Linked DNA regions of Sus scrofa: all the other regions are linked to region 4. Evidence: chromatin contacts called from public Hi-C and promoter capture Hi-C data. All regions are on one chromosome and are shown on one strand. The core of a region is the stretch at or near the end of the contact, and the rest is flanking DNA. Distances in the headings are between cores, read along the strand shown. Region 1 overlaps DNASE1L3 (deoxyribonuclease gamma). Region 2 holds the start of ABHD6 (monoacylglycerol lipase ABHD6). Region 3 holds the start of PDHB (pyruvate dehydrogenase (lipoamide) beta). Region 4 holds the start of RPP14 (ribonuclease P protein subunit p14).

Evidence for each region. Promoter capture Hi-C pulls out the DNA fragments that hold promoters and counts their contacts. A called contact is a pair of places that touch in the nucleus more often than the background predicts.
Region 1: a Hi-C map of fetal liver shows a contact between it and region 4, with 2.0 times the contacts expected there. The contact joins the enhancer-like site here to the promoter of RPP14 in region 4. A contact is called at or near these places in 2 of 5 promoter capture datasets (both in liver), 22 of 47 Hi-C or Micro-C datasets (alveolar macrophages, brain, embryonic fibroblasts and 12 more) and 2 of 2 datasets of contacts at active chromatin or transcription factors (alveolar macrophages and skeletal muscle).
Region 2: a promoter capture Hi-C map of liver shows a contact between it and region 4, with 6 times the contacts expected there. The contact joins the promoter of ABHD6 here to the promoter of RPP14 in region 4. A contact is called at or near these places in 1 of 5 promoter capture datasets (liver), 2 of 47 Hi-C or Micro-C datasets (heart right ventricle and skeletal muscle) and 1 of 2 datasets of contacts at active chromatin or transcription factors (alveolar macrophages).
Region 3: a Hi-C map of liver shows a contact between it and region 4, with 5 times the contacts expected there. The contact joins the promoter of PDHB here to the promoter of RPP14 in region 4. A contact is called at or near these places in 2 of 5 promoter capture datasets (fetal liver and liver), 9 of 47 Hi-C or Micro-C datasets (alveolar macrophages, blood, embryonic fibroblasts and 5 more) and 2 of 2 datasets of contacts at active chromatin or transcription factors (alveolar macrophages and skeletal muscle).

What each region holds. Positions count from the first base shown.
Region 1 is chr13:39,954,864-39,960,998 of Sscrofa11.1, reverse strand. DNASE1L3 (deoxyribonuclease gamma) reads left to right here. Exons shown (of 8, transcript XM_021069068.1): 7 at 2,034-2,130; 8 at 2,427-2,615. The coding sequence ends at 2,543. Among named protein-coding and RNA genes, the nearest start is that of DNASE1L3, 18 kb to the left of the region's middle. Within about 2 kb of position 4,143, at least 6 of the 83 cell types and tissues checked have an H3K27ac peak or open chromatin away from gene starts, as enhancers often do. A contact at or near this core is called in fetal liver, where this site is marked.
Region 2 is chr13:39,979,019-39,986,124 of Sscrofa11.1, reverse strand. It overlaps ABHD6 (monoacylglycerol lipase ABHD6), which reads right to left and starts at 3,589. Exons shown (of 10, transcript XM_021069089.1): 1 at 3,409-3,589.
Region 3 is chr13:40,165,323-40,172,004 of Sscrofa11.1, reverse strand. It overlaps PDHB (pyruvate dehydrogenase (lipoamide) beta), which reads left to right and starts at 4,503. Exons shown (of 10, transcript NM_001244398.1): 1 at 4,503-4,602; 2 at 4,688-4,744; 3 at 6,310-6,417; 4 at 6,508-6,570; 5 at 6,677-6,682. The coding sequence starts at 4,561. It overlaps LOC110256254 (a long non-coding RNA gene), which reads right to left and starts at 4,360. Exons shown (of 3, transcript XR_002337600.1): 1 at 4,039-4,360.
Region 4 is chr13:40,056,617-40,063,538 of Sscrofa11.1, reverse strand. It overlaps RPP14 (ribonuclease P protein subunit p14), which reads right to left and starts at 1,361. Exons shown (of 6, transcript XM_021069098.1): 1 at 1,093-1,361. It overlaps LOC100515579 (hydroxyacyl-thioester dehydratase type 2, mitochondrial), which reads right to left and starts at 1,390. Exons shown (of 5, transcript XM_021069097.1): 1 at 1,093-1,390.

The sequences.
Region 1 (6,135 bases), core at 2,894-5,393, 110 kb after region 4:
AAAATAATTTAAAATAATTTCTTGTTTCGCTTGTTTCGCTGCTCTCAATTTTCTCTTTCCCCTAATAGCATATATCTTCTGTGGTATGCAAAATGGCACATAAGGGGAGTAAGATGAAAGGGCCTCAATTCCAATCTTTGTTCTGTGTGCAAATATTTACTGAACACCTTCCACATTCTGAGCACAGGTGGACATGCTGAAATGCCCAGAGCTGCTTGGGCAATGGAGTAATCCTGGGAGCTGAGCGTGGTCAGCAGACACACCTGCACACAGAACTAGCAGATGTCGGAGCTAGGGGAGCCTTAACTGTGCTGTGCCTGGCTCTCTGGATCTGAAAGGATGGCTTCAAGATGGCTTCGCCCAAACATGAAAATAGCGTTAAGTTCAAATCTAACCAGGTGGCAAACAAAGGAAACCAAGTCAGCTGGCTGGAGTCAGGGAAATTCTGTGGACAGTCATGAGCTGGCAGTTTGACACATCTTCTCATTCTTTATCCAGTCGGATGAGGCCATGTAGACCTTAACTGCATCACCACACCTGGGATACATTAAAGTCTGTTTCCCAAACTCATTTAAACACTGTGGTCCCAGTTTTTTGTCATTGCTGCAAAACAACTGCACTATGGTTTTTCTCTATGTTCATCTTGAAATCCATTCATTTCTTACTGAAATAAATTCATTTCTAAATGAAAGTTCATATACTAAGGCAAGAAAACAGTGTAATTTGCCATAAAAAAAATGGTAAAAAGAAGCCCAGTGAAAAACCGAACAATGTTAAATTGTGCCTTAATTCTCTTGTTTACAGAAAGCTCTCTCTTGGTTTATACAGAAGCTTAGGGAGCCATTAAAGATAAGCCAGAACCTTTCTCCACAGTTGAATCAGGAAAAGTGAAAATAACTGCAAAAGGAACACCATGTTCAGTGAACTGTTGTTATGTGCTGTCATAGTCATGTCTCTTCCACTGCCCAGGCTCCCTGCCCACACTGTGGACACTGTCCTGGTGCCCACAGGTTGAGGCAGGGCTGGTCCTGTTTCCCAGTCCTAGGGACTGTCCTGAGGGCCTTTGACGGGGAGGGGGAAACTTCCCCCTTAACCCCTCTTGAGTTCTTGTGGCTGGACTAACAATAAAATTGACACAAGACCGATTAACAGGAAAAAAAGAAACAAAGCTTAATTTGTATGGGAGTTCCCGTCATGGCTCAGCGTAAACAACCTGACTAGTATCCATAAGGACGTAGGTTCAATCCCTGGCCTCGCTCAGTGGGTTAAGGATCTGGTGTTGCCGTGAGCTGTGGGGCACAGACATGGCTCAGATCCCACGTGGCTGTGGGGTAGGCCAGCAGCTCTAGCTCTGATTGGACCCCCTAGCCTGGGAAATTCAATATGCCCCAAGTGTGGCCCTAAAAAAAAAAAGAGAGACAAAAAAAACTTGTGCACGAGGTCTCATAGAAATGGGACCTAAGTGGCCAAAGCAGGAAGGGGTCTTTTATACTTTTTGGACAGAAGCAATGAATTTGTGAGGAAATGAAAGGACAAAGAAACTCAGGTTTGGAGTGCTCAATTAGTGAAGACTCTAAATAGAATTTGGGCTCGAGATAGTCAACTGAAGTAACAAGGTTTGTCTGCAAAGTCTTCTCAGCCCCAATGCCCTATCTCGGGTGATAAGGGTGTCTGCCCTTTCTTCTACCTCCGAACACAGGGGTGCACCTTTCAGAGGGGAGATTATTTCCTGCTTTCAGGGAGCTGGAAAGGAAGGGCAGAGCGTCCCTCCTGCCTTGGCTGTTTCTTAAGGAACCTTAAGTAACTTTACTTCAATATAATCAATATGCCAAAATAATCAATGTGGCGTATTTTGTGGCATATTTTTGGGTGGCCTGCCCTGAGCCCCAACACAAGCTAAAACCAGGGCTGGACTTTTGAACACCCTGTGAAATGGCTGTTCAGTCCATTCCAGATCTCAAGCAGGAATCCTGGTTCGACCTCAGCAACCAACAGAGTGGATTAAAGTGACTATTTTCCCTCTCCTTTCCCAGGATTGTGCTTCGAGGCCAAGAGATTGTCAGCTCTGTTGTTCCTGGCTCAAACAGCATCTTTGACTTCCAGAAAGCTTACAGGTTGACTGAAGAGAAGGTACGGCTGTCATTTTGTCTTTCTGTGTCACCATCTGGGGAAGATGGGGTGGTGTCACCCAGGGGCATTCAGGCCACCACTGGAGACACATTAGGCCATTTGACCTTGAGTTTCAAAGCCAATGATTCCCTGACTTGAGGATTTGTCTCAGTTTCTGATGGAACTGGTCCAGAATGATGCTCTGAGTGTGTTCTGCTGGTTGACTTGAGGCATTTCATCCTGGGCCTCCTGGAGCCTGAATCTGTTCGTCAGAGTGTCTCCTAATTCCCCAACTTATCTCTCTTTTTTCTTTATAGGCCCTGGATGTCAGCGACCACTTTCCAGTTGAATTTAAACTTCAGTCTTCAAGGGCCTTCACCAACAGCAAAAAATCCATCTCTTCAAAGAAGAAAAAAAAGGCCAGTCGTACCTAAATACAAGGCACCATTTTATTAACCATTTCTTGCCTCTCAATAAAGCAAGAACTGTTCCTTGTGCTTGGGAAACAAGACTGGTCCAACTGCTTTCACAATTTCACCTTGAATCTAATCCACCTTGAGCCAAACTGGGAAAGATGTCTTCTGTTCTTCCTCCTGGGCTCATACCTCTCCTGAATTGCTCAAAAGGAAACCGGGGGCTTTTGCAGTGCAAAGGGATGGCCTTCTTACCCTGAGCTAGAGCCCCACCAGCTGTCACTGCTCAACAAGCCGAGAGAGGCCACAGGAGGAAGAACATTGACTTTCGGTTTTCTTGATGGTGTCCTGTTCCACAGGAAATGACCAGACACACCAAGAACACCAAGGCCCCAATCGGACCCCATGATTTGGGCAGTGAGCTACTTTTCCTGACTGAGGTCACACAACCATGGCATCTCAAAGGCGTGAAGGATGAAGGCCATTCCCACTGGTCTCCTAGCCTCCAAATAGTCCCCCAACCCGGCCAGCCTAGTAACCACCTGTGTCATCCTTTGAGGTTCTGATCTGACCACAGCCCTCCCCTCCCAATCCCCATCCCCTGCTTTTAAATCCTTCAGAAGCTCCTGTCACCACCTGGAGAGAACCCAGGACATCTGGATGCCCATGAAGATCCCTATTCCCTGGCCTATCATGTCAGTCTTACCTTGGTCCCACCATGCACTTTAGCTCAGCAAGACTGCCCCTTCCCCGCAGGCCCCAAGCACTCTCTCCTTCTGGGCTTTGGCTCAGGCCATCCCAGAGCCTGGGCTGTGCCCCCACCCCACCCTCACATATGCCAATAGCCCTACTGTAAGATTCACCACACTGTGTGTGTGTCACCAAAACCACTCTTTGGGCTCTTTGGGGGATCTGGTGGGACAAAGGTCGAGCTGGCTGGGAGGGACTGGAGGAGTCTGTTATCTCTCTGCAAGTGAAGCCTTGCAGAGGAGTCCAGCAGAAAGGCACGTTTTACCTACACCCAAGGTGACCATTTGGGTTTCCTTTGCTTTGTCTTTCCTTACATTGTTTCTTTGTCCAAGTAGTACATGAACAGGGTTAAAGTCTGCAAGCAGTACCAAGGAATAAGCAGTGACAAGGAACGCTGGCCCATGCCCCCAGCCCTGGTTACCTGTCTTCGAAGCAGCCCCTCCCTCTCTCTTTTTTTTGGCCACACCTGTGGTGTGTGGAACTTTCTGGACCAGGGATCAAACCCGTGCCACAGCAGCAATCCAGGCCACTGCAGTGACAGCTCCAGATCCTTAACCCGCTGCACAAGGGAACTCTTAGAAGCAGCCCCTCTTAGCAGCTTACACATTCCTCCAGAGAGAGTCTGGGCATAAATTATCACCACGTGTAACCTTGAGAAACGAGGGGTAGAGCATAGTAAATACGTAGTCCTTCCCTTTGCTGATTTTCCTAAATATATCAAGGACAATGTGACTTTTGATACAAGAAAAAGAGACCACAACCATGATTTCTGAAATGTGGTTACATGTGACTGAGGGAATAAAACCCAAAGGGCACGGCCTTAAAAGGGGAAAATCATTATCCCCTCCGCAAACACTCAGTTAACCTCAGAGGTCTTGCTGGAACTGACAGGGGAGGTGGCAAGGCTGTGAAATGTCTGTCACTTCTTCTGAGCAGAGGTCACTGAGCCAGGAAAACTCAGTTTCCAAGGTCCAAAATGGTCAGGCAGGCAATTCACAAAAGAGCTTATGTTGAAGGAAAGGATTATCCTTTTCCTCCAAAGACCAGCATCCTGCCTGGGACAAGAGCCCTGTGCTTGGGGGATGGGGAGAGGCAGAGGAAGTGGGCCAGACACTAGTGAGCCTGTCCACCGCTCTGACCTGGTCTTGCCACCCTGAGGCCTCCTCGGCGACATGACGTCTCTCTGTGCCTGCACTGGAGCAGCGTACTGGTGCCATAGGCATCTGCCAGCTCTCATTCTGGGCAAACTCTGCAGGACAAGAAGGGATGGAGAGGGGCTTCTTCTCCCTGACACAACTTCACAGAGCTACAGACATCCCCACCCACCCTTACCTGCCGCCACTCCTTCCCCAGCCTGGCCTTGCTGGGACAAGGGGGAGGGGGAGGGAGGTGTACCCTGGTCCTAGGCATTCTTCCAGCTTGGGTTTTGTCCAGAGGGTTTGAAATCCCAGGGAACCTGTTACTGTACCGATCCCAGGGCCCGACACCCCAGGAATGTGTCTCAGGAGGTCTACATTTTAAACAAGCTCGTAGGTAATTTGAGGATCAGACTTTTCTCTCCTTAATTCTTGAGGACCAGATTCTCAGGTTGGAGAAGATGGTAAGCCTTCCTTGGCATGAAGAGGAATAACATGGTGCACACCTTCACCTTCACCAGTTGTGGGACCTTGAGCGGGTCACTAGCCTTGTTTCCTTATGCATAAAATGGGGAAAAAAACAATCAACTTATGGCCAGGGATGGCAGCCTCAGCAATGAAGCCTCCTACCACCTCCAAAATCATCACGGATGTATGACCTGCCATGTTCAGGAAGAACTCAGATTGGAATATTTAATGACGCCAATCCTAGGGTTTTAGAACCGCTTTGCAGCCTATTTCCTGAAACGCATTTAGACTTAGCCAGCAAAGACCAGCCCGGCCGCACTCTGTTGGATATGGACGATGGTACAGAAAGTACTACCCTGTGAAGAAAGCCACCCCCGCCCTTGACCCCTTCCACCCTGGTGAGTGGAACCAGGCAGACATTCATCTTCGCAGACCAAACAGTGAGAAGCTTTCGGCGGAAGGGAAAAGAAGGCCTCACCACTCAGGACCTGGCCTCCTCCCAGCCCAGGGAGAGCGAGGAGGCTGACACTTAAAGCTGAATGGCCTGTGTCGTGCAGAACTCAGCTTTCTTCACAGGGGAAAGAATCATGCCAAAATAAATAAAAAAGAATTTTAAAAAAGAACTGCCTATAGTGGAAAGAGTATTCTGTGTAGGAAGCCTGTGTCACTGCTGTGAATGCAGGCAGCACCCTCGGCAAATTGGAATGAATGAAAAGCAATGCGTGAACCACCTATTTCATAAAATACATCTGTTACACAAGTCGCCTACTTCCTGCTACTTGGACTTTTCACGCTCCCATTTATCAAGGGAGGTTTCTCTCCCTCAGACTTGCTGCAGAATCATTTTGTATGAAGTGTGGGCTGTGTCTCCCCCTCAGAACTATGAGCATCGGTGGTGACCGCTGGATCCATCACCTCAGCAAACTGGATCGCCTTGTGCCTTGTTGGATTGCCAGAATGAAGAGAGAAATGTGTTCTTTTTTTCGTTTTCCAAACAATGTAATTGCTACTTGATAAGGAAAGAACATTGTTCTAGTTCATATTTAATTTGAATTAAATATATTCTATGGTTTATATATATAAAAAAAAAATCAACTTCCCAGGTGAAGGTCAAATAAGGCAATGTATGTAAAACACTGACTGTGTGCCTGACATCCCGTAAGCCCTCAACAAATGGAGGTTGCATTTTTTAAATTTGTTTTTTGTTTTTCTGGCCATGCCTGTGGTTGTGGTATGGGGAAGTTCCTAGGCCAGGGACT
Region 2 (7,106 bases), core at 2,340-4,839, 80 kb after region 4:
AGATAAAATGGTGGCCAATGGGACTCAAGAAGGTTTGAGGAGTTCCCAATGTGGTACAACAGGATCAGTGGCGTCTCAGGAGCACTGGGACACGGGTTCGATCCCTGGCCAGGCACAGCAGGTTAAGGATCCAGCATTGCTGCCTCTGCAACTTAGGCCGCAACTGCAGATCAGATCTGATCCCTGGCCCTGGAAATTCATATGCTGCGGGTGGCAAAAAAAAAAAAAAAAAAGAAAAGAAATAAAAATAAAAGGATGAATTTAAAAAAGAAGAAGAAGAAGAAAGTTTGAGTCCCAGACTTACAATGGAAATTCAAAATCATTACAGTTTTGTAGCCACAGGATGTAGAAGGATAGCTCAGCAACACAGAAAACTCAATGAAGCCAAAGGTAAGTTGAATTATATGAGTCCTCCAGGGCGGAAGCTGTCTTACTCATCTTTGTATCCCCCTGCATACTTAGTAGGCTGATTTCCTAAGGTCATGTGTTATGAATGACACATGCTTGCATCTCAGTCCAGTTTGGGGACAACTCTGGAGCAGGTTTTGCATGCAGAGGAGAAATTCCATCCTGAAATGGGATCCTTGCTTTGAGAATTATTCATGAGTCACTGTCTGATTAAGCACTGACACCTTCCGCTCATTACTACCCTCCCCACCCAGTCTTTGGGACTGATGTGGTTTTCAGTAGAGCTATATATAATTACCTAATCCATGATGACCCAGAAGGAGTGTCTATCCACAGAGAATACCACATAACCTACTGAAGTCCCCTACTCAGAGCCTGGGGTGTCTTCCTAGCTCTCATGTGCCCTCTGTGTGGGGTAAGCAGGAGGGTTCAAAACACATGGAGAGAGTGCCCCACATACAGGGGGTCCAAGAGATGGGGACATGGATTGTTCTTGCTGTTCCAAGATGGAATATTGATGGGGCCTTATCACTGCTCCCTTCCAGGGAGAACACGTTATCGGAGACTGACTAGGTGCTCCAATTCTGGTGAAACAGTGTTGATTGTGCCTCTTACTTGCTGTGAGATCTGGGGCAAGTGACTCACCCTTCCTGAGGCTCCATTTCCTCTTCTGTAAAATGAGGATAATAGTAATACTTGATGGAAGGGAGGGTTTAAAAATCGAGTACCTGTAAAGAATGTTTGTAATGTGGGCCCTAATACAGCTTAATGCCCTCAATACCCTAACAGGGGCTATGGCTGCTATTATGATTTTATATTGCAGTGATCCAATGTAAGTACAGCATACCACACTGTTCCAAGGGGAGAACAGCCCCCAAATCAACAAATGTAAATCAGAATGTCAAATAGCAAGTATTTTATTTTATTTTTTTATTGCTTTTTAGGGCCATACCTGTGGCATATGGAAGTTCCCAGGCTAGGGGTCGAATCAGAGCTACAGCTGCTGGCCTACACCACAGCCACAGCAATGAGGGATCCAAGCTGTGTCTGCAACCTACACCATAGCTCATGGCAATGCCGGATCCTTAACCCCTGAGCAAGGCCAGGAATGGAACTCATATTCTCATGGATACTAGTTGTGTTCATTACTGCTGAGCCACAAGGGGAAGTAAGCAAGTGCTCAGTAAATGTTAGCTGTTAGGAGTTGCTGTTGCGGCTCAGTGGTAACAAATCTGACTAATATCCATGAGGATGAGGGTTTGATCCCTGGCCTCACTTAGTGAGTTCAGGATCCGGCATTGTCCTGAGCTGTGGTGTAGGTCACAGATGTGGTTCAGATCCTGTGTTGCTATGGCTGTGGTGTAGCCTGGCAGTTACAGCTCCAGTTTGACTCCTAGCCTGGGAACTTCCATATGCCACAGGTACGGCCCCAAAAAGACAAAATACAAACAAAAAAATGTTAGCTGTAATTAAGAGCTTCTCAATTGGCTTCCTGTGTCTCAGAAACACCTAGCTGCTCTATGACCACTGGGATAAGATTATTTAAGAAATTCCATGAGACGCATAAATAATATTCATGTCCCTAATACATCGCCTGAATGTAATCATAAGGACACTTTAGGCAAACTTAAAGTGGGGGAGATTCAACAAAATAAGTGGCCTATACACTTCAAGAATGTTGAAGATATGAAAGACAAAGAAAGATTAGAGGTGACTAAAGAGACAGGACTGCTAAGAACAATGCATAATCTCGGACTGAATCCTGAACCAGAAAGAAAATATTGTGTAAAGGACATTATTAGAATAATTGGTAAAATTTGAATAAGGTTTGCCAATTAGGTAATAATGTTGTATCACTGCTAAACTGTCTAGTTTTTCCTGTGGTTATGTAAAAGAATATGCTTAACCTTGAGAAATCACTTCAAAGTATTTACGGGTAAAGGGTCATAATGTCTCAACTTACTCTCAAATGGTTCAGAAAAAATAATCCATATACAGAAAAAACTAATGGAAAAGCAGGTGTGGCTAAAGGTTCACTAGTGACTCTGGATGAAGGGTATGCAAATTGGGGGCTATTTTTGCAATTATTTGTGTATGTGTGTCTTTTAAGGGCTGCACCCATGGCATACGGAAGTTCCAAGGCTAGGAGTCGAATTGGAGCTGTAGTGGTCTGCCTACACCATAGCCACGGCCACACCAGATCTGAGCTGTATCTGTGACCTACACCATAGCTCACAGCAACTCTGGATTCTTAACCCAGTGAGCCAGGCCAGGGATTGAACCTGTGTCCTCATGGATACTAGTCGGGTTTGTTACTTCTGAGCCATGATGGGAACTCCTATTTTTGCAACTAAAAAAATATATATATATTATGGTCTTACCCATGGCATACAGAAGTTCCCCAGGCCAGGTATTAAATCTGAGCTGCAGCTGCAATCTACCTTGTAGCTATGGCAATGTCAGATCCTTTAACCCACTGTGCCAAGCTGGGGATCAAACTCCTGCCTCTGCAGTGCCCCAAGCCATTGCAGTGGGATTCTTAACCAATTGCAAAACGGCAGGAACTCCTATTTTTGCAACTTGTGTGCATGTTTGAAATCATTTCAAAATAAAAAGTAAAACATAAATAAAAACAAAGCTAAGGAGTTCCTGTCGTGGCGTAGTGGTTAACGAATCCAACTAGGAACCATGAGGTTGCAGGTTCAATCCCTGCCCTTGCTCAGTGGGTTAACGATCCGGCGTTGCCGTGAGCTGTGGTGTAGGTCGCAGATGTGGCTCGGATCCCGCATTGCTGTGGCTCTGGCGTAGGCCGGCAGCTACAGCTCCAATTAGACCCCTAGCCCGGGAGCCTCCATATGCCGTGGGAGTGGCCCTAGAAAAGGCAAAAAGACAAAAAACAAAAACAACAACAACAACAAAAACAAAGCTAAGAACTACCAAGCCCTTGAAAAAAGAATAAGAAATTGTGCAGTTAAAGGAAGCAGCCAGTTCCCTGCTCACCAGTCAGCAGCTGTGAGAATTCTCTGCTCCTTGGTCCTGTTTCTCAATGTACAAGCCTGAAAAGGCCAACTTTATAACATGCAGCTTTAGAATCTTCCATAGAAGTGGAGACAAGTCTTCACTTACAGGAGTAACAAGAGAAAGGCTATAAATAAACTCAGGGCAGTGTAGAGGCCAGTGGGAAGTGGTGGGCCGGGAGCATCATCTGACATGCCTGCAACCTTTTAACCTAGATTGGGTCAGAGTGAAAAGCTCTGTGGTGCCAGAAAAAACTTTTAGCATGGAGATGCCCTTTCAAGGGGCAAAGAAGGTGAACTTGGTTCTCCAGGAAAGGAGCAGTGTTTGCTACGAGCCAGAAGAGGGCACTGTTTTACCCATGTTATCCGTCCAAGGGTGCCAACAAGTGGTTTTGCAGGTCTTCAAGATCCCAGGGGGCAGGATTGGAGTGAGGTGAATGAGACAGTCATGAAAATGCAGAGTTGGATCTTTTTTTTTTTTTCCTTTTTCTTTTTAGGGCTGCACCTGCTGCAAATGGAGGTTCCCAGGCTAAGGGCTGAATCAGAGCTATAGCTGCCGGCCTATGCCACAGCAACGCCAGATCTGAGCCTTATCTGCGACCTATACCACAGCTCACGGCAATGTTGGATCCTTTATCCCACTGAATGAAGGCAGGGATGGAACCTGCGTCCTCATGGATGCTAGTCAGATTCTGTTCCACTGAGCCAATGTTGGGAACTCCCTAGATCTTATCTTTATTTTATATTTTGATAGTTTGTTCACTATGGATGTTTCTGGGTTAATTTGAATTATTATTCTAAATCAATTATTAAAATTCATAAAATTATTACTGGATTGTTTGGCACTCCCTTAAAATTTGCTCCTGAAGCCAGTGCCTCATTCACCTCACACTATTTCCACACTGGCAGATCTAACCCATTAACTGTAACACCACCAGCTCAGAGATTGCAACTGGTCAGATGTGGTCTGTAGTTAATGGGCCATTTTGTACCCATGAAGAAAATTTGGCAAAGGGAATTAATCCTGAGAACCTGAATTCCAGCCTTTCATGTCACTTCACAGTCAGCGACTAGAGCCTGACTTCACCTCTAAGTCTCAATTTTCTCATCTGTAAAATGGAGATGGCAATCCCTTCTTTGCATGGTTTATTCTGAAGGCAGAATATCACCCCAAGTGAATACCCCCGAAGGCCTAGACACTGTGCTGACTCTTTAGTCGTAAACTCACTAAATCTTCACAGCTCTACCAATTAAGGGCTGTTATTATCCCCATTTTTAAAGGTGAGGAAATGAGCAGGCACTTATGGCTGAGGCTGAACAGCCATAAGTGGAAGTTCATATGCTTTAACCTCCACACTAGCATCCTCAACACAGGGTTATCTCCAACTTCGTGGGGGCATCTGGCAATGTCTGGAGACATTTTTGGTTGTCATAACTAGGGAAATGCTTCTAGTATCTAGTGGGTAGAGGCAAAGAATGCCCCCTACAAAGCATGGGGTACAACACAGAATTACCTGGCCCCCAAATATCATTGTGCCAAGGGTGAGAAGCTGGTCGACACTTTGCTCCCAAGTTCAGGGGGTTGTGTGGGAACTGAGCACTCAGCCCTCTGAGAAAGGCAGATGGTGTGTAGTGGTTGCTGTTATTATTTATTTTGTCTCAGTGGCTTGGGGTCTCCCTTGGTTATCCAGGGACCTGAGTCCCCCTTTTCAGCACCCTCCCAGGGTGGCTGAGAGGCTAGGCTCTGGAGTCATGGCATCACAACATGCACTCAACAATGATTTATTGAGCACTTGCTATGTGCCCAGTCCTGTCCTGGGCAGCACAGTCTCGCAAGGGAGTCTTGCCCCACTGAGCTATCTCGGGGATTAGGGGGACAGACATTAGACTACACCCAAGCTCACTGATAATACACTGATGTACATTGTGATACACATCATGAAGCAAAGACTCGGGCTCCATGAAAGAGAATAAGAGGGAAGCTCCTGATGGGCTGAGGGGTCAGCGAGAGAATGGCATTTAAACTGAGACTCGGAGGTTGGAGGAAGGAAAGAGCACTGTAGGTGGAGGGAACAGCTGTGCCAAGGCCTTGGGGTGGGAAATGAAAGCCAGGCAGCGAGAGCGGAGGCCTGCAGGGGAAGACGAGGAGAGTAGAGGGTGTGACCTTGCAGAGGTGGGTAGGTAGAGGCCACAATAAGGAATCTGGTCATCATGTCAAATAAAAAGCCTTTGAAGGGTTCTAGTCAGAGCAGCAGCAGCCTTCAGAGAGCAACCTGACTGAGGTGCTTCTGACACAGCCCCGTGTGGAAGATGCAGTGTGGGGTCAAAACTAGAGCGCGCTTCATTAGCTGGAAACCTGTCATACAAAGGGGAGCTCTCTCACAAATAAATGCAACTTCTCTGCCCCAAACCCCAAGCTGATTGTGAAACTTAATGAGTAGAGTGATCTCCATTCATCACAACAACAGGGGCTCAGTCCTTATTAGATACGGAGTGACACAGGTCACTGGAAATACCTGTTTTGAGTGATGCGGTTCTTCCCCTGCCAACAGTGGAAACTCTCCTGTGGGCCCCTTGTTTCTTTTTGCTGCTTTTGGATAACTTACCCTGTGGCACTTTCACTCCCCCTGGAATCCCCATCTTGTCTTCCTCAAGTTCCAAGGTGTCCTTTCTCCCCCACTGACTCCCCTCCCACCAGCTCGTGTGGAATGGCCATGGCTGCAGATGGTGTCTAGGGCCATGCGTCCCAACTCCTGATCCTCATGCTTGCTCACTCATATGACATGCATAGGACTCTTCAGTAGGGGCTTACTGACAAGGACTAGACCTTAAGGCTTTGAGGGGATCTGATTGTCTCCTTTTTTTTTTTTTTTTTCTCTTTCTTTTTTGGCTGCTCCGAGGCATTTGGAGTTGCTGGGGTAGGGATCAGACCTAAGCCATAGTTGCAACCTATGCTGCAGCTCAGCAACACCAGATCCTTTAATCCACTGTGCCAGGCTAGAGATGTACCCTGTGTCCTGCAGAGAGGCCCTTGATCCTGTTGTGTCACAATAACTCCAGGACGGTGTTTCCTAAGGTGGACATTGCTCAAGATACTAAAGGGAAATTATAGTTGAGCAGCTTTCTTTACAACAGGACTTTTCAGAACATTTAATATTGCTAGTGTGTAATAAAATCTCCAAGAAGGAGTGTATGTATGCATCCTTTTTTTTCAGGAGCATCTTATTGACTAGTGTTTTGAAGTACATGCCCCAGGAAACATCATTTGTCACCACTAAATGGCAGAAGGAAGGATGCCTCAGAGTGTTCATTGTGGGTCAGGCCAGTATATGCTTTCCTTCTAGGCTCTAGGCTTCCAGAAGAGATGGTCTCAAACTTCCACTTCCCAACCCTGGAGCCTGACAGGAAGAATGGAGGGTTTCTGCTGTCTCTGGCCACCAGCCCAGCCTTGTCATTCCAGCGCCTCCACATTATCAGGGACTCATGGGGCTGGGTGGGAGCCACATGTGGCTAAGTTGGCACAGAAGGACATGTTGGCATGGACACTGTTTAATCTGCTTAAAAGAATAAAAAGCTTTTGGCACCTTATCTTTCTTTTTAACTACTAAACGAGTACACGTTTCTGTAAAAAAAAAAAAAAAAAAATCAAACAATATCCAAGTGTGTACAGTAACAAGTGGA
Region 3 (6,682 bases), core at 3,254-5,753, 110 kb before region 4:
TAAAGTGGATACAACCCAAATGTCCCCCAGTGGATGAATGGATTAACTGATAGAGCCATACAGCTATTCAGCAATAAAAAAGGAATGAAATGAAATACTGAACAAGCAACTACATGAATGGCTCAAGGGCATTAAGGTGAATGACAAGAGTCAGTCTCAAAGAGTTACATATTGCCTGAACCCTAGTGAAAACATTCTTGAAATAGCAAATTCAGTGACTGAGAAGAGATGAATGGGTACCAGAAGTTAGGGGTGAGGGACAGTATGACTGTGAGGCAATACAATGGAATTTTGTTGCAGTGATAGAACAGGTCTGTGCATTCTGATTGTGCTGGTTTTTACATAAATCTGTACCTGTGATAAAACTCTGTAGTACTACATACACATGCACACATACAAAAATGCATCCAAAAACTGGTAAAAGCTGAATAAAGTGTCTACCTTAGTTAATAGCATGGTATCAATGTCAATTTTGGATTTTGACAAGTGCTATTGTTAAATAACTGCCATTGGGCAAAAATGGATGGAAAGTACATGAAAACTCTGGTACACTCTCTATTTTTGCATTTCTTGTGAGTGTTAAGGGTCTCTCCAAAGAAAAAAATAAGAGGAAAAAGAGTAAACTATTGCTTCTTAACAACATGGATGAATCAATCTCAAGAACACTCTGCTGAGCTGAAGAAGCCAGACATGAGAGGACACAGTGTAGACCTTCATTTATTTCCAAATCTAAAACAGGTGAACAGAAATATGATAATGGAAATCAGGTCTGTGGTTGCCTGAGAGGGGAATGAACAAGAAGAGACATGAGGGAACTTTCTGGGGTGCTGAGAACATGCATTTTACTGTGTTTAAATTACACCTAAAAAGTGAAGTCTTCTTTAATAAATCTTGCTTGCAATGACCAGAAAAAAAAAAGTTGGTGTAGCTTATGGAGATTGAAAACTTTGGATGAAGGACTTTCTGACAACTGACAACCTAAAGTAACTTGAGGACAAATATTCCTGGAACTGTTTTTGAGGGTTATTGACTGAAAGTGCCCACCTTGGCCAGGCCCTGATAAGGAACAAGGTGCTGTCCTGAAGACTTGGAGAATTTGGGAGGGACCTGTAGGAGGGAGGAGACGACCAACCTCCCAGAATCCTTGGCACTGGAATCCATCTTAGCTGAGAGGTCCAAGCCACCAACAAAGACCCTGAGCCAGACCAAGTATGGGCCGAGCAACACAACTGGCCAGAAACAACCGGGAAACTAACCCCATTCGGATAAAACCAGAGACTGTGAGCCAAGTGGCAGAGCAGTTCTCCTGGGTTGCCTTACGCTGCTGCTCCCCACCCACCAACCGATGCCCCTTCCCATTAAGTCTTTTGCTTTATCAGCACGTGTGTCTCCTTGGATAGCTCATTTCCGAGTGTTAGACAAAGACCCCATTCTCGGACTCTGGAAGAGGTGCTCCTTCCTGCAACAGGACTTCGAAAAGATTTCATTCCAAGACAGAAGTGGCCTAATGGGTCAACTTGAACTTGCCAATCCCTTTCCTCTCACATCTAGTGAGCATATGGATGTAGATTGGCTTTGAAAAGATTATGGATTTAAAATTCAGCACTTTTGATCTTTTGTGTCTTTTCCTCTGAATCATAAAATTAAACCTAGCTTTTCAAAACTGGCCAATTTTAAAAGGAAGGCACATATACTAAGGAAGATACCTAATGGGTAGGAAATGTCCAGTCATTATTTCAAAGGGAAACTGCCATCTGAGACCAGCTGAGTCCTATGGACTCGCCATTGCCTTCCTGATTGAACCAGCCAGACTGGCTGCACAGACTGTATGTTCCCGGTTTTTGCGGATCTCTATGTACATATAGCCCAAGAATACTGCCCTTTGTCTAGACCACTGGCCAGAGTCTGGCTTCTCTTCAGGTGATTCACTGTTGCTTTACCTTTATGTCTCCTGTTGCTTTGTAACTTTATTTATTTACTTATTTTTGCTTTTTCTAGGGCCACACCTGCAGCATATGGAAGTTCCCAGGCTAGGGGTTGAATTGGAGCTGCAGCTGCTGGCCTACGCCAGAGCCACAGCCACGTCAGATCTGAGCCTCATCTACAATCCACACCACAACTCACAGCAACGCCGGATCCTTAACCCACCGAGTGAGACCAGGGATTGAAATCGCATCCTCATGGATGCTAGTTGGGTTTGTTACTGCTGGGCCAAGATGGGAACTCCTGTTGCTTTGTAATTTTAACCTTGAAATCTTTCAGTGCTGGATGGTGGGAGAGGAGGGAGAGCTGATGCACATTTTCATTCTAAGCAGAACACAGGAATCCCCGAGGGCTGATATCTCAAAAACAGGGGCTTCCCAGGGTTTGCTGTGAGTGGGAAGTGCTGGGGTTTTCGCCAAGTCTTTACCAACTAAAGAATGTCTCTTGCCATTGGGCTCTACAAGGACTGAGTCACTTATCATCAACACACCCTGAAAGGACTTCAGGACGGAGATCAGGAATCAGACACTCTGTGCTCTGAGAAAATTGGCAGAACAGGCCTTTAGGCAGTTACATATTTTTAGGCCAAAAAGATATGAACCCAATTTCTTGCACGTTACCATACTTAGACAAGCACTAAAATCCTTAACTAAAATACGTGTCTCCTGACTATCAGGCACCTTCCATCAAAATGTGTACTTGACTGCATACCCATCTCCCAAATGAGGTATGTGCTTACCTCTTCACAGCAGTTCCTCAGAGCCATCTGAGAGGCAGTCCCCTGGGGCGCAATCCTCAGTAAGTCCTCAAATAAAACTGAAACTCACAGCTCTCACATTGTGCACCTTTACTGCAGTCCACAGATTGAAGGGACTAGGGGACAGTGCTGAGGGAGACTTGGAAGGTCCTCACTGCATACTTGAGAGACAATCTCTCCACTTTACAGATGACAAATCAGAGGCCCAGAGATGAAAGCCCATCTGTATGCAGCTGCACCCAAATTTCTATCTCTGCTGCTACCTAGCTCCAGCCTCTAGCTCCAGGCTCCTATATCCAACCTGGTCTGACCCACTAACCTAAATACAGCGTATTCAGAATGAATTCTTACCTCCCACCTGCTCCCCATCTCCTCCCCTCCCCCATCCATTCAACAGCAACAAACTCCCCAAATCTTCCTCATTTTTTCCCCTTGCCTCAAGGCAACCTTATTGATTCTGGTCCTAAACAGATCTCAAACCTATTCTCTCCTCTTCACCTCAACCCTCCAGAGTCCAGTGCTCCCTCTGCCAAAGACTCTCAGGTCTCCCTGCTTTTGCTTGAATCCCCCTCCTCTCTTTCTCACTCAGCAACCAGACTCCTCCTCACCTGGTCACTTCCCTGCTGCGCTGGCTTCTGAGAGCCCTGAGATTAAACCCAGACTGGCAGCCTGCAGCCCTCAGAAGAGTTTTTGGAATGTCCTGGGCATGAGTAAGGACTGACAGAGTCCCCAGAGGTCCTATCTGACCACCGCCCACCCCTATCCCCACCACTGCATGCAGGGTCAAAAAGAGACCAATGAGAGGAAGCTTCCAAAGGCTTCCCTAATCAGGTATTTGACCCTATAAAACCCTCTAGGGAGTTCCCGTCGTGGCTCAGTGGTTAACGAATCCGACTAGGAACCATGATGTTGCAGGTTCGATCCCTGGCCTTGCTCAGTGGGTTAAGGGTCTGGCGTTGCCGGGAGCTGTAGGTAGGTTGCAGACGCAGCTCGGATCCTGTGTTGCTGTGGCTCTGGTGTCGGCTGGCGGCTACAGCTCTGATTGGACCCCTAGCCTGGGAACCTCCATATGTCCTGGGAGCGGCCCAAGAAATGGCAAAAAAACCCAAAACAAAACAAAACAAAAACCCTCTCTAAATGCAGGTTGTTGTAACGCAGACCCCAACTTCTGCTTCAGGAAGCAGTAATAAAAGACTACCCTTTAGAGTCAGGCAGTCCTAAATTCAAACCCTGACTGATTTAACCAATCCCTGCTTCAGTTTAACCATCTGCGAAATGGAGCTAATGCTATTAATTACCTGAGCGGGTTCTTGTGAGAAATAAGCCATAAAGCACAACACAACGCCTGGCACACGTGAAAGCTTTGGTTCACACTGTAAGAAATCAATAGACGGTGCTGTCCAAGAAGGAGTAGGCTCGCTTGTAAGATTGTAAATTTCCAGTCACCAGTTTGGCTTGGTGCCCAAAGGATTTCAGTGCCTGCGGAAGCCTGGCCTGACACATTCCTCAGCCTCGAGTTAGACCTTTGAGTATGACTTGGGGTCACTGCGCTCCAACAAGCAGGGACGTGCTCTCGGCGTGCACTGTGCGTGCCAGGAACCGCCCACCTTCAGCAAACTTGATCCGAGTGGGCATCAAGCCAAGCTGACGGACCACCCTCGCGCCTCCTCGGCCCCGCCCCTCGACCCTGACGCCATAGGGGGCGGGGCACGCAGGCGCCGTGCCCTGCCATTGGCCGGCACCGGCGGGGAAGAGCGGGCTTGACTCTTCTGCAGCCCCGCGGTGTTGTCATTTCTTGGCGACTAGAGGACACATTCAAAATGGCGGTAGTGGCTGGGCTGGTGCGGAGGCCCCTGGAGCAGGTAGGCAGCGGCTCACTGGCCCCAGGATCCTGCGCGATCCCTGCCATCCTGCGTCCCCTCTAAGCGTCCTTTTTCTCCCCGCAAGGTCTCCGGGCTGCTGCTGAGGAGGCGCTTCCACCGCACGGCGCCGGCGGCGCTGCAGGTAATTGGCCCAGACGCTAACCAGACAGGGAGGGGTCCCTCGTCCTGGGGCAGAGGCTGGGGTGGCATGTCAGCCGCGCAAGGCTCATTGAAATCAGATGGCCGATCTAATTAGACTCCATACTTCTTCTCTCACCCCCTTTAAAATGTACTTTTGTAGTAAAATACAAAATTTCCCATTTAAACTGTATGTTCAGCGGCACTAAGTAATTCACCATATTGTCCGTTCACTACCAGAATTTTATCATCCCAAACAAACTGTACCCATTAAACAATAACTCCTTATTTCCTCTTAGCCCCTGGTAACCTCTTTTGTACCTTCTGTGTATATGAGTATCTATTCTCACTACCTCCTGTAAGTGGTAAATAAAGATTTGTCCTTTATCTGGTTTATTTGTCCTTTTTCTGGTTTATTTCACCATGTTTTTAAGGTTCATCCATGTTGTAGAATGTCAGAATTTCCATCCTTTTTAAGGTTAATATTCCGTTGTGGGCATATACATTTTGTTTATCCATTCATCTTTAATGGACCTTTGGGTTGTTTCCACCTGTTGGATTTGTGAACAGTGCTGCTGTGAACATTGGTGTGCAAGTATCTGAGCCCCTGGTTTCAGTTCTTTTGAGTATAGCTAGAAGTGGAATTGTTGGATCATATGATAATTCTGTGTTCAACTTTTGAGGAATTTCCTTCTCTATCCTTTTTATGTTACTAGAAAATTCTACCAACCTGTGTGATAAAATAACTCTTAGATGCTGAAGGCAACACGTTTGGCAGTACCAGGCACTTAGTGAGTGCTCAATATGTAGTATAATTTAAGCTTACTTGACGTTCTCTGCCTCTACAATATACTACATGTGGAAATAAAACTACCTAGTATACTTTTTTTCTTTGTTTTTATAGCTGCAGCTGCAGCATATGGAAGTTCCTAGGCTAGGGGTCCAATCAGAGCTGCAGCTGCAGGCCTGTGCCACAGCCACAGCAGCACTGGATTCTAGCTGCATCTGTGACCTACACTGCAGCTTGTTGCAATGCCAGATCCTTAACCTACTGAGCAAGGCCAGGGATGGAACCCATATCCTCATGGACACCATGTCGGGTTCTTAATCCACTGAACAACAATGGGAATGCCGTAAGTCTACTTTGTACGTAGTAATCAATCCATCTATGAGCTTATCTGGCCAACAAGCAGATTTTTTTTTTTATAGGTAAGAAATAGATTTATTAAGATAGGATGCTTGTGAGAGGTACAAGTAGACGGGCAAAGAAGCACTGCCTGCAAGCAGATTTCTTAAGCCTAGGTGCATGTCAAGAAAAGTGTTTAATGTATTTCTCATTTACACATCCTATCAAAGACTGGCTGTGAGTGATAGAAATGTTACTTTTAGAATTCTTTGAACTTTTTTTTTGTCTTTTTAGATAGGATTCTTTGAACTTTTAAAGAGAAGCCTGTTCTAGTGATAGTTTTTATATTGTATGCTGTGGGCAGCCTAGGTAAAGGGAGAGAATCTCAATGGTATCCTAAGTAATCCTGTAGCTCATTGACTGCTTTCCCATACCTGTGACAGGTAACAGTTCGTGACGCTATAAATCAAGGTATGGATGAGGAGCTGGAAAGAGATGAGAAGGTATTTCTCCTTGGGGAAGAAGTTGCTCAGTATGATGGGGCATATAAGGTAACCAAGATACATGAAAGCTATACAGAATTGAGGTGGCCGTTTGCCCCCAGGACACTCAAAAGTAATGGGGTCGTTGCTTAATTGTAGGTTAGTCGAGGCCTGTGGAAGAAGTATGGAGATAAGAGGATCATAGACACTCCCATATCTGAGGTAAGCCTTTCATCAGGAAGCAGGCCTTTGAGGAGGCATGTCTATTAAAGTGTACACTCTAATAATTTTTGTGGATTTTTACTTATGTTTGTGTTTCACTTTATAGATGGGC
Region 4 (6,922 bases), core at 112-2,611:
GACCTCCTGTCCTACCACTCTCCTCTGCTCAGTCTCTTCTACCACACAGGCCTCCTAGCTCTTTCCCTCCCAGCTTTTCCATTCGCTGAAAATACTCTTCCTCCAGACAGCCACATGGTTCATTCCCTTGCCTCCTCCATAGCTTTACTCAATTTCACCCCTCAATGTGTTCCAGTGGCATTTCTATCTAATGTCACCCCCCCACGCCACTGCTCTATTTTTTCCTCAGAGCATACACCACTCTGTAGGTATACAGAACATAACTATGAAATCCACTTATTTTTTGGAGGGGTGGGGTGCGTTGGCGGCGAGGGGTTAGTTCTGGGGTCGAACCACCCCATAGCAGTGACAACACCAGATCCTTAACCCGCTGAGCCACCAGGAAACTCTGAAATTCTTTAATTCTCGTCTGCACTCCGCCCTGCTCCTCCCCCCTCCCACCCCGGCCTTACCAGAATGTACAATCCAAAGAGAAACAGGCATCTTTCCCTTGTTTTCTGCTGTTTCCCAGGAGGCTAAAACAGTGCATCACATACAGTAGGCACTCAGTATGTAATTACAGGACATAAACGATATAAAAATTTTAAAAAGCTCGGTCCTCTACTGTTTGGAGATTAAATTGTTAAGCTATCAGCCACTTAGGCTGGTGTTTTGTTTTATTTTGCTTTTTAGAGTTGCACCTAAAGCATATGGAGGTTCCAGGTTAGGGATCGAATGGAAGCTAGGGCTGCCAGCCTTACACCACAGCCACAGGAACGCAGTATCCTTAACCCACTCACTGAGCGAGGCCAGGGACCGAACCAGCAACATAATGGTTACTAGTCGGATTCGTTTCCACGCTGCCACAACAGTGGAACTCGACACCTGAACTGTTTTAAACAATAAGTAAAGCAGGCTAACTTTTTTCGATGACCGTCGGCGTCGACTGGGCGCCCACCTGGGGCCGAGTGCATGCCCCCTGCACATGTGGTCCCGTTCAGTCCTCCCGCCGCCCTCTGCAAAAAAGACCACGTTGTACAAAAGCCCAAGGAGATTCTCAGCACCGCCTCGCCTTCGGCCTGGGGCGCTGAGCGACCTGAGCTGTATAGGTACCTCAGGCGTCTCCGCGCTGCCTGCCGTCGCTCCCGCCTTGCGCGTGCCTTCCTGGCGCGCGCATCCACGCGTCACTAGCGCGGCCAACTAAGTCCACTGCCGGAAAACAGCCACGCTACTACGTACTTCCGTCTACCTGCTCTCCGAGAGATTAGCCTGACTCCTATTCACTGCAAGAATCCCTCAAGGCTTGGAACCTCTCGGCAAAGGCTGGAGCCTAAGCACGAACTAGAAAACTCCGGGGTCTTTACGTTTGGCTTCTGTCTGCCCCGACCCCGGATGCGTGACGGCTCGGGCGGATATGACGTCACAGCGCGGCGTTTTCCCGAAGGACCCGGGCGTGACTCGGGATCTGAAGCTCGCCAGGCTTAGCGCCCTCTCGTGCCCACTCAGCCTCTGGTGCGGCAAGCCGTGTGTGACTGAGGGCGTATTCAGACTGAGAGCTTTTTTCTTAGTCATTCATTTACTCAGGTATTCATTCGTTCAGAAAAATTGTATCTAGCATTTCTTCTGCTGAGCATCTCCTATGTAAAGTATTCCCCAAGGGCAAGACCCGTTCTCAGTGTCTCTTTTGGCTCATAGCACATAGTTTTTCTGTCTGGATTGACATGAAAAGTCCCAGATAGCCCTATTTCCAAATCTAAGACAATAGTTTCATTTATTCGTTTATTAAATAAGTACTTACTGAGCCCGTATTATGTGCTAGATGTTGGAAACAAAAGATAGGGCACTTGTATTCATGAAATAAACAAAACCCCATACAGTGTGGATTAATAATAATAGTAGTATTAATAGCTAATATTAATCAAATGCTTACGTATGCCAGGCACTATTAGCCTTTCAAGCGGCAAGCAGTCGAACTTAGGTTCGGTGGTAACAGCCTCCTCCAGTTAGACATGTGTCTGTGTCTAGGTATGCACATACATACATAGACACATAAGTATAATGTCTAGATGGGTCCCAAGGGGACTGATGGAGGAAGGATTGGGCTGTGTGGAGGGTGTAAGAGATCCTCACATTGTTTCAGCATTCGTTTTTGTTTGATTTCTTTTAAAGTGATAGGGCATCATTTTTATAATACTGATAGTAAGTAAAATTTAGGCTCCCAAGAGGGAGTCTTGGACCATACCCTTCTGCATGCCTCTCCTTTCACATGGAAGAATAGACTTCCTTAAGATGTCACCTCCCACCCCCATCTGCCAAGGTTGGAGAGAGGAGGTAGAAAATGCAGACTCAGGAGTTCCCGTCGTGGCGCAGTGGTTAACGAATCCTACTAGGAACGATGAGGTTGCGGGTTCGGTCCCTGCCCTTGCTCAGTGGGTTAAGGATCCGGCGTTGCCGTGAGCTGTGGTGTAGGTTGCAGACACGGCTCGGATCCCGCCTTGCTGTGGCTCTGGCGTAGGCCGGTGGCTACAGCTCCGATTCAACCCCTAGCCTGGGAACCTCCATATGCCGCAGGAGCGGCCCAAGAAATAGCAACAACAACAACAACAAAAGACAAAAAGACAAAAAAAAAAAAAAAAAAAAGAAAATGCAGACTCACTGTCCCTTATCTGCAATTCTAAAATCGAAGAAAAATCTGAAGACTAAATCTTTCTTCATTAGGTGCAATGCTTAATCTGAACCTAGGTGAAACATTTTGTAGCTTCTGTCCCATTTGCTGTGGATATGCACATTGTATACATCAGAAATATGGATACATTTGCTCATGTAAAGCAGCCCCAGGCCCCACAGGGGTGGGGGCGGGGGGTTATACAACCTATGGTATACATACCATAACAGCCCTCTAAAATCTGAGAATTTCTGGAGTTCTTGCTCTAGCACCACAGATTAAGAATCTGGCATTTTCTCTGCAGTGGGGGTTTGAACCCTGGCCTGCTGCAGTGGGTTGAGGATCAGGTGTTGCCACAGCTACGGTACAAGTTGAGTCTGCAGTTTAGATTCAATCCATGGCCCAGGAACTTCCATATGCTCTAGGTGTGGCCAAAAAAAAAAAAAAAAAAGCTGAAAATTTCTTTTTTTTTTTAATCTATATTCAAAGATTAACTTTATTTTTTTTACTTTTTTTATTACTCAAATGAATTTATCATATCTGTAGTTGTATAATGATCATAACAATCTGATTTCACAGGATTTCCATCCCACAGCCCAAGCACATCCCCCACCCCCCAAACTGTCTCCTCCGGAGACCATAAGTTTTTCAATGTCTGTGAGTCAGCATCTGTTCTGCAAAGAAGTTCAGTCTGTCCTTTTTTCAGATTCCACATGTCAGTGAAAGCATTTGATGTTGGTGTCTCATTGTATGGCTGACTTCACTTAGCATGATAGTTTCTAGGTCCATCCATGTTGCTAAGAATGCCAGTATTTCATTATTTTTAATGGCTGAGTAATATTCCATTGTGTATATGTACCACCTCTTCTTGATCCACTCCTCTGTCCATGGACATTTAGGTTGTTTCCATGTCTTGGCTATTGTAAATAGTGCTGCAATGAACATCGGAGTATGTGTGTCTTTGCGAGTCGTGGTTTTCTCTGGATAGATGCCCAGGAGTGGGATTGCTGGATCAAATGGTAGTTCTATTTTTAGTTTTCCGAGGAATCTCCATCCTGTTTTCCACAGTGGTTGCACCAATTTACAATCCCACCAACAGTGTAAGAGGGTTCCTTTTTCTCCACACCCTCTCTAGCACTTATTGTTTGTAGACTTTTTGATGATGGCCATTCTGGCTGGTGTAAGGTGGTACCTCAGAGTGGTTTTGATATGCATTTCTCTAATAATGAGTGATGTTGAACATCTTTTCCTGTGTTTTTTGGCCATCTGTATGTCTTCTTTGGAGAACTGTCTGTTTAGATCTTCAGCCCATTTTTTGATGGGGTGAAAATTTCTGAATTCAATAGCACATCTGGCTTTGAAAGATGTGGTAATGGATTGTAGACCTACAGTCACACTCATAGTTGCTCTTCAGTGACAGTTACCCAGTCCCAGCCAGCACTGACTTTGGGTCATGTTTTATTGTTACCTTAGTGCCACTTTCTTTCCCTAAGAATCCTTTCTTCTCCTCTCATTCCCTGCTGGAGCTTGGCAGCCTTCTAGGTGTGCCCTGAGGTTCCTAGTCATTTAACCCCTTGAGGGTTTAGAGGCCAAAGATGCAGAAACCAAGGAAAGAACAATTCCTCCAGGACCTGAGAGACAGGGACTGTCCTGTTGCTTGAAGGATGTCCATTCTCTCCCTCTCCCCCTGGCTAGGCTTATGATCCCACGAGACCTTCATCCCAGTTACAAACACTGGCAACCCCAGGCCCATATCCTGGCGATTTCCAGCTCAGAATGCAACAACACTTGGCCTCAGGGTAGCTGGGGTTACCAGGACAGCAGCCTCCGAACTGTTGCCCTCTGGCCCTGACCATGGCAGGTAATTTGAGGACATTGCCACTGTCCCACCTGTGACCACTCCCACTGCTTTTTTGCTTCCTTTTAGGGAATGGAGGGGTTCTGCAAACATCAACCAATTTGGGAGGGATGAGAAGGGGAGAGAGAAGTGGCTGATGGAAAAGCCCAGTCCATATGGTTAAAAGAGTGATGTAGGAAGATTTGAAAAATGAAGGATCAGAAGAGTCAGGCTTCCATCTGTTAGGGGAGTGTTGCTGTGTGTGCCTGTGCATATGGTGATGGAGACAGACAGATATTGAAACTGAACATAGCCCTGTGGGGCTCCTGGGAACAAAAGACTTTATGTGTCCCCCATTTGTCATTCTTAAGAAATCGGCCTCATTCAGCCACCATGACCTTCCCTGAGTTCCTAGGGTCAGGTTCAGACAGTTGCTGATCAGGGAAGGAAGGGGATGCAAAGACCAGGGAGGAACAGTCAAGAAAAAATAGTACAGCATTTGGGCAGGATCCTGGTTCCCTCTCAAGGGATACACATAATGATGTAGGCATCTTATACACTTAAAAGTTCTATTCCTTATGCTTCTTTAGAAATGAATACTTTAAAACTGAACAGCCTAGAGTCCTTCCTTGTCCTTCTCCCTGACTTCATTGCACCCTAAACACAATCACCCATAAACTAAAGATTAGGCAGCCTGAGCACAATTGCCCGTGGGTTAAAGATTATTAGTACTTGATGTTTTTCAGGAACTTTCCTATTTTGTTCTAATCTGTGATCAATATGCCCTTTTTACAAGTACAGTTATTCTAGGCAATAATCCAGAAGACCACTATCATGATCATGCCAGATCTCTCGACTCCAGCTTTGATGACTAAGATTCCCCCAAAGAAAGAAGAATGCCTGTTTGTCCCAATCCTGATTCCTATCTGAAAACCCGTTTTTCTCCTTTTTAGTATAAAACTCCTCACAATTCTTTCTAATGGGGGGCATAGTCTTGAAAGCATTAGCTTGCTGTGCTCCCACCCCTTGCCTGGCAAAGCAATAAAGCTATTTTTTTCTCCTTTACTCAAAACTCCGCCTCTGTGTTTCAATTCTGCACTGGCAGATGGAGGCCGAATTCTGACAGCAATAGGAGACAAAGTGATGAAACAGAGATGAGGCAAGAGGTGGGGGAAGAGAGATAGAGAAAGACCTAGAGATTTTTTCTGCAATGCTCCCAAACCTGCCAAAGAGTATTTCAGCAAACATTTCTGAAACAGACCGGATGAATTGCCACTTTTAGTAAAGACTTCTTGGTCTAATACTGTTGTCTAACCCAGGTTCATGCACCTGATGCACAGTAAGCCACACAAACTGAAACACTGGAATCTGGAGTAGAGAAAGAAAAAGAAAAGATGTTACTTTCGGGGTTTCTTGGTGGCAGAGCAGGCCAAGGAGCAAGTGTCACTGCTGTGGCTTGGGTTCAATCCCTGGCCTTGGCCTGGGAACTTATACCTGCCCTGGGTGTGGCCAAAAAGAAAAAAAAGATAAGAGTAGAGAAAGGTTTATTGCAGGACCAAGCAAGGAGAACCAGTGGTGCGTGTCCAAAAGACCCAAACTCTCCAAAGTCCTGAAGGGAATGGTTTTTAAATGCACCATCTCGGGTGAGGGCTTCAGCATGCATAACTTTCTTCCATTTGTTTGGTGGTGAAGTAACAGGGTGATGTTTCAGGAATCTCAGTCAACCTTCTGGTTCCAACCAATCTGGGGTCTAGTGCTTGTGCTCAGTGTATAGTCATCCTCCACCTGCGTGGGAGGGGGTCTTACTTCCATAGAACAACTCAGATATGGGTCAGATTGTTATTTATATTCCTTGAGGAGGAACTAGGACTCTGTTTTATTGCAGAACTATTGTTTCTTGACGGCTTTTCCTTTGTTTCTGCATTCCCTAATTAGTAACTGCTCGATCTGCTCTTTGGAACTCAGGGAAGGCCTAAGAGACAAGAAACAGGCTCTTCTCAATTCCTCCGCATCCCCCCCGCCACACCCAAATCCACTTTGGATAAACAATATCGATTACAATTTTGGGAGGGAGGAGGGTATCAACGAGGTGAATGAGCCCTTCCAGGGACAGAGTGACACCAGCTCTTGTTCGTAAAGAGGCTACATGGAAGGCAGACACCTCAACGTGCCGTTAGCTGGATGATGCCGGAATCCAGGGGGAATCCTCGAAGGAGGCTAGGCAATGAGAGGTCCTAAAAGTATTTGCTGAATGAAGATCTAGGTTACCTTCCACAGCTGAAGCCCAAGGTGTGGCCTCAGTGATCTGTGGTTGATGCTGTCACACACCAGCCTGGTCCAGGTGAGCCTACAGGCCCTAGGCTCTGCTGGAAGTTGAACAAGAGAGCTCCTGCCTGAATGGGTGAAAGCACTGTTTTTGCAAGTCACCTTCAATCATAAAC